Regions from separate parts of the Cricetulus griseus genome. Here region 2 is linked to region 1. The links are chromatin contacts, called in public Hi-C maps. All regions are on one chromosome and are shown on one strand. The core of a region is the stretch at or near the end of the contact, and the rest is flanking DNA. Distances in the headings are between cores, read along the strand shown. Region 1 holds the start of Dapk1 (death-associated protein kinase 1). Region 2 overlaps Dapk1 (death-associated protein kinase 1).

Evidence for each region. Hi-C and Micro-C count contacts between places; a contact is called where the count stands out from the background.
Region 2: a Hi-C map of the CHL-YN cell line shows a contact between it and region 1, with 11 times the contacts expected there. The contact joins the enhancer-like site here to the promoter of Dapk1 in region 1. A contact is called at or near these places in 2 of 8 Hi-C or Micro-C datasets (the CHL-YN cell line and fibroblasts).

The regions. Positions count from the first base shown.
Region 1 is chr3:279,765,211-279,768,316 of CriGri-PICRH-1.0, reverse strand. Dapk1 (death-associated protein kinase 1) reads right to left here and starts at 1,524. Exons shown (of 26, transcript XM_035443025.1): 1 at 1,463-1,524. The coding sequence starts at 1,524.
Region 2 is chr3:279,893,631-279,896,736 of CriGri-PICRH-1.0, reverse strand. Dapk1 (death-associated protein kinase 1) reads right to left here. Exons shown (of 26, transcript XM_035443025.1): 17 at 1,654-1,752. Among named protein-coding and RNA genes, the nearest start is that of Trnak-cuu, 7.0 kb to the left of the region's middle. Within about 2 kb of position 1,511, at least 2 of the 6 cell types and tissues checked have open chromatin away from gene starts, as enhancers often do.

The DNA of each region.
Region 1 (3,106 bases), core at 275-2,774:
AAATCCGTTTGCTAACCACTGGCACCCCTCCCACCTCCTTTCGCTTAACACCTAATTCCATAAAAGGATCTTAAGGGAAACAAAGTCAATCAATATATTTTATTCACAAAACAATCATCTCACCTCATTTTTTACCATCTCCTTTTGCAAGATAATTTATAGAACCTGGCAATCTTACAGAAATGGAATCAATTTTCTTTTCACCCTTTTTATTTTCTAACCCCCTGGGAAAATCCCACACACTCATCTTGCTGTGAACCATAGGGGGAAAGTGGTTAAATTCCAGTTAAGCCAAGTACTTCAACTGCACATTCTCAACCTCAATTTAAACCATATCCATGAAATATGATCTTTCAGAACCCTGTCTTTCAGTCAGTCATTAGGATTTAAGATAGCAGTATTCTCTCCCTAGGCACAGGCTTCAAAGATGCCTCAAGCCTGCACTGATCTTTTTCATTCCTGGGCTATCTGAATTATTTTAAAGTTTTAGTTAGGTGTCTTCCAAAATCCTATTAGGTAATAGAGGGTGTGGGTCTTTTTTTTTTTTAATTTCCTTTCCAGGAAGAAAAAAAATCTTGGTATGAGGTCATTTGGGTATATATGGAAAAATACAAATTTCAGTACACACACTATGGTAACTTCAACTATGTTTGTTTATAAATGTTTATAAATCCTTTTGCTGCTGTAGTCACAATGCCAACATACAAACGCCACACGCCAAATTTTAAACATAGTATGAACACTGGGCTATTTGCTCACATAAAGCAGAGATGAATAAAGTCGGTGGACTGATAAAAAAAAAAAAAGTCACCCAGCAGTCACAAAATGCTGCCAGAGAAATCTTTGTGTACCTGGACACTAACACACTCTGCTCAGCATCACAGCTCCTACAGAGTGTTGGTAGGCTCTGAATATAGACAGCTGCCATAGATGACACCGAAGACACCACTACCAAGCTAAGAATCAAATTCCTGGATGGACTAAGTTTCAAAATCCGAGGCCAACATCTGGCAAGTCCCACACCTACCTAGCTGTCCTGGCTGGTGTTGCTCTGAAAATTCAGCACAAGGGGTGAGTGTTAAAATTTTAAACGCCCATTAATTAACGTGTACTCTGCCTAAATCACACAGAGGCGGTCCCTCCAGTTGCAGTTGGAGTCTCAGCCTTTGCCTCATTGTCTCCGAAGGGAGAGGCTCGCCGGAGTTCGTGCGCACAATGAGGTCTGTTCAGGTCCAGGGGCTCTGACCACACTCTCCGTACGCAGTAAATGCACTGTGGACTGCCTCTCCACCCCTCGGATCAGGCAGTTTATTCCAGGTCCCTGGCCTTCGCGCGTTAGGTACTGCTTCCTCTACCATCCGCACATCCCAGAGAAGGGCCAGAGGCATGCCTGGCTTACGCAGAGTCTGTTTACCGCGCACTGCCCCCCACACCGCGCGCTTCCGCCCCCCACTCCTGGTACCTGCCCAGTTCCTCGCCGGTGTCGTAGTAGTCGTCCACGTTTTCCTGCCTGAACACAGTCATGATAGACTGTCACGCCTCACCAGAGCCCAGGCCACTCCGGCTCCGCGGCCCGAACCATCCCCACCGCCGCCGCGCCGCTGCGGGCCCCTCATGCACCAAGCCGCAGACCTCTGAAAGAAATGGGGAGAAGAATGGAACCGCAAACCTCAAGGAAACTGGGGGCTCGGGGCTCGGCCCCGATCTCCAGGCCTCCCGCGGGCTGGGGCCACGCGCCCTTTGTTAAGCCCAGGCTGGGGGACCCCCGCGCCCCACAACGCCGCGCCCCAGCCCGGTGCCTGCCGCTCCCGGGCTCCTGCCTCCGCCTCCGGACTACGCGGGGACAGCGGAGGGAAGAGACACAAAGCGCTCGGCCGGGCCACCTGTTCCCCCGCGCCGGGGCCGCCCTCCCGCTCTTCTCGCTGCCTGAGCCGGCCACTCACCCGGCCCCGCAGCGCCCTGCGCCCCGTGGCGGGTCCCAGTCCCAGGCGCTCCTAGCCTCGGGACGCAGCCAGCAGCACCTCCTCCCTGTCCTCTTCCTCCGCTGGGCTCGCGGCTCCTCCCGGCTCCGCGCTCCCGCCCCGCCGCGCGCACCCCGCACACACCCACTCGCCCGCACCGAGCGCGCGCCCCACCTGTGACTTAGCGCCCGGCTGCCCTCTGCCGCCCGCTTCGAAGAAATCCGAGGCTTTCGTTCCCAAACTGTGAACCCAACGACCCGCGTAGGCCAGGCGGTGTGCTCCGTGCCGTAACACACACACACACACACACACACACACACACCAGGTTTTAAAAAAAATAAATCAATATAGTCCTGCCCTGGAGACTCCCACACCCTTATGGAAACGAGCAAACAAATAGCTTATAAATGAGGTTGCTCTATTCTTCTGTGTTGACAACAAAACCGACAGAGGCCTCGTCAGAGGGTGCGTCTCCGTGACAGGTGTTTTGAGCCAGGATGAAGGCAAGGCATGCGATCCACAACGGAAAAGGCTGAGATATTAGAAATCCGACAAAGCTTGAGAGTCCTTTCAGTCCTATCAGCGGTCGCTCGGTTGAAACAGCAAGTCCTGCTTGAACTACGTTAAGCGTACAATACACACCAGAGTCTAAGACAGTATGAAAATACGAATGAAAAACGCCGTAGACATATTTTTTTTTTATATATTAGGTACATGTCCAAACGATGGTGCTTTGGCTCTACCAGGTTAAATAAAACTTTATTAAAAATCAATTACACTGTCTTTTTTTTTTTTAACTGTCACAACAGTACCCACGTGTCTTTCACTAGATTGCTGAGGACCGGCCAAGAGACTCCAGGTCTACCCGTGAAATCGGTGTCCATCCATTTTCCAATAAGTCTCTCACAGTACTCCCAGCTGAGGAGAGTTCCAACCGGGGATTCTATGTGACTTCTAGAACTGCCAAAACTCCTCCTTGAACCCACACCACTGCTCAAACTGATTCATCAGATATTTTCAACTGTGGAGGCTTGGGCCTAAAAGAACAAAGCAAAACAAAAGAATGTTCCTCGGGCCAGGTATCAGATCCTAATCTTAAATATTTCCCCAGCTAGGAGTGGTAGCACACACCTGCAATTCCAGCA
Region 2 (3,106 bases), core at 262-2,761, 130 kb before region 1:
CTGATGACTTCCGGACTACTCAGTGACCATACTCCATGTACCAGCTCCTGCAGAGGGAGATCCACCAATTTCCCAGGACCCAATTGTTGTCTATCATCACTCAGTGACTCCAGACTGACTGTTAAGATTCTTTTGTCAGCACCTCTCTTTCTCATTTTCTAGAAGATCCTCTCTGTATGATATGTCTGAGTAAATGGCAAGGCTAAGCAAGGAACTATACAATGTGGATAGAAAACCCCGAAGAGCCCTTCTAGAAGCTGGAAGAGGTAGGGACCAGAGAAGAAAGTGGCAGGAGCAGAGCAGTGGTGGGGGAACAGAGGAGACAGACACTACAGGGGAGGTCCATGAGCTCACTAGGGAACAGGAAAAGAGGAGAGGCCACACACATTTCTGGCCCCATCATCTGATAGGATTTCAAAGTCACTCTTGTTTTTTATTTTCCCTATGAGGCATCATCTGAGACAGAGAAATATTTTTCCTCTTAAAAATGCACGTGACACTTTACTGCAAGATAACTGCCCCGTGGGTAAAGACTTGGCACACAGGTGGTGCAGGACCTTGCACTCAGGGCAGGAGTAAACAAGTGCCCTGAGCAGCGTGCCCCTTCCATGCAGAGCACTGTTAACGTCTACACCTGCAGAGCGCCCAATACTGTACAGAACACAACTGCTACATCTTGAGAGTGGGTGGTACCAAAAAGACCTACACACAGACCAGCCCACAGGCCCTCTGGGGATCATGCCAGATGTTTGGGGGCTCTGCAACAGCCACAGACAGAGACAACAAGTAAGCAAATGAGAGTGGCTGTGCTACATACAGGGAGACTTCATTTACAAAACCAAGCAGCAGGCTGGATTTGGCTCTGTGTGTTTAGACCTTGAAGATCTCCAAGAACCAAAGTTGTACTTCCTGCCTCAGGGCCTCCAGTGGGCTGCCACATCAAATACCACGTGATCACCTTCACAACTGACTGTCAAGACCTTTCACACTAGCAGTCAACTGTCATGCCAGCAACAACTCAAACAATACTTCATGGCCGCAACTGAACTGCCAACTCATCCTGTTGGCCAAACTCTTATCTCTGGTATGAAATATGGAGCAAAGGGTCTCTCTTCTGCTGTTGAGATACTAAGCCTGAATGACAAGTGAGAAAAATGGATTGCATCTTACTTAAAAGTTGTTTTCAGGCCCAGCAGCAAAGGCAGATGCTAAGCAGTAGAACCAGCCCTTTGCCTCTTGACTGCTCATGACCCCCACAGCCACTCGGGGGGATTCAGCTCCTCCTACAGGGCACTGGGCGGCTTGTGCCCTGGAGCCAACGGGAAGCACTTATGAAAGAGAAATCCATACATGGAACAGAGAGCTAAGCGGCACTGTTGTGTAACACGGGTAAACAAAAGGCCAGTGCGAACCAGCGGGTCGCTGGAGGAGCGGGGCGGGCGAGGTGAGACAAGGATGAAACATTAACTAGACATTAAACTGGGTCTGTGTGGGCAAATGTTTGTGTGACTGCAGAGGAGGGTTAAAGCTTAACAGCAGCCTGTCTGCTTTAGAATGCAGTTGCCAGGCAATGCCTCTCTCCCCGTGCCCTTGAGGCATGAGAAGTTTCCATGGTTCTCTGCAGCCAAACACCTGCACCTGCCTGGTACTCACCGAGGTCAGAGCCTCCACATTGGCACCCATCAGACAGAGGTAGCGGACCACATCCAGGATCCCGTTGTTGGCTGCAAGGTGGAGAGGAGTGCGTCCATACTGGGAAGAGAAAAAAAATACCAAAAGTGTTCTCATGGCTGTTACCTGTAAAAGACCCTGGTTCGGAGCCATTGTTGTTGGGTGAGAGACAGCATTACATAAGGGACCTGTGTCCACCAGAACTGAAGAGGAGGTTCTGGCTCCCACTGAGGCAAGCCTGCCAGGCAGAACATTTTCAAGTGCTTTGAAGTTGAAAGACTAGCTTCAAATACACCTTCAAAAGATGAGTGAGGAGGCTAGCCACAGGATAACCCAGTGTCCTGCTGCGCTGGCAGAGAGCAAGGCAAGAGGCAAGCGCATAAATGCCCAGACATCCATATGTACGTGCACCCATATAGTTCTGATTCACAGGGCTGGGGAGGGAAAAAGAGAAGGGCTGTGGAGGGCACTTTGCTTTGAGGCCACGCCTACTATGGATTTTATGGCTGTGGTTCTCAAACTGTGTATCGTGCACGATGGGGCACCACAGTGAGCCCCCAGGGATAATGAAGGTCACCTTAAGGTTTGAAGGACATAGGTGAATATCTCCTCCAAGTACCTTAGGCGGCCAGCTCTCTTCTCATTGGCACTTGTCCTTGTAGGTCTCCTCTTAGGAGTTGGTGGTCTCTACACTAAGAAGCAAAGGTCTTGAAAATAGGGACCGGAGTGATGGCTCCAAAGTTAGCTGAACTAGCTACTCTTCCAGAGGATCTAGCTAGCACCCGCACGGTGGCTCACAACCATCCATAACTCGTTTCAGGGGACCCAACAGCCTCTCTGACCCCTGTTGGCATCAGGCACACATGTGATGCACAATAATACAGGCAGACAAAATACCCATACACATAAAGTAATATTTTTTAATGTCTAAACCTTGAAAATAATCACGTGAATAATCCACAGTCGGAGAGGTACTGTAGGACTCAGCAACCACACACCCTGGTGACTAAGAGCAGGAGATTCCTCTCCAAGCATGTTTTGTTTTTCTCAGAGGCTGCTAAGTTTGGGGACCAAGATACAGTGAAATTACAATGAATAAAAAATCACTAAGACACTTCAGAGGATGTGAAGAGTCCAATCTTAGGAATATTTGCCTGCGTGGTGTTTATTTTCACATGGGTCGACACCTTGTCATTTTAAGTGTTTAATATAGAAGGAGTGTGGAAGAAACTTAAATCCTCAATGCCATCCCCTCTCTTCCCCATGCCGCCCCCCCACCCCCACTCTCTACTAACACTCTGGAGCCTTTCCCTCCCAGCTCGCACCTATGGATCTTCCGTAAGAGACAAGGAACTGAATTGGCAAACACATGATCATATCCTTTGTCCCATTACTAGCTAATTCACATGACGTCGGTGTTTCTGTGTCTGTAACT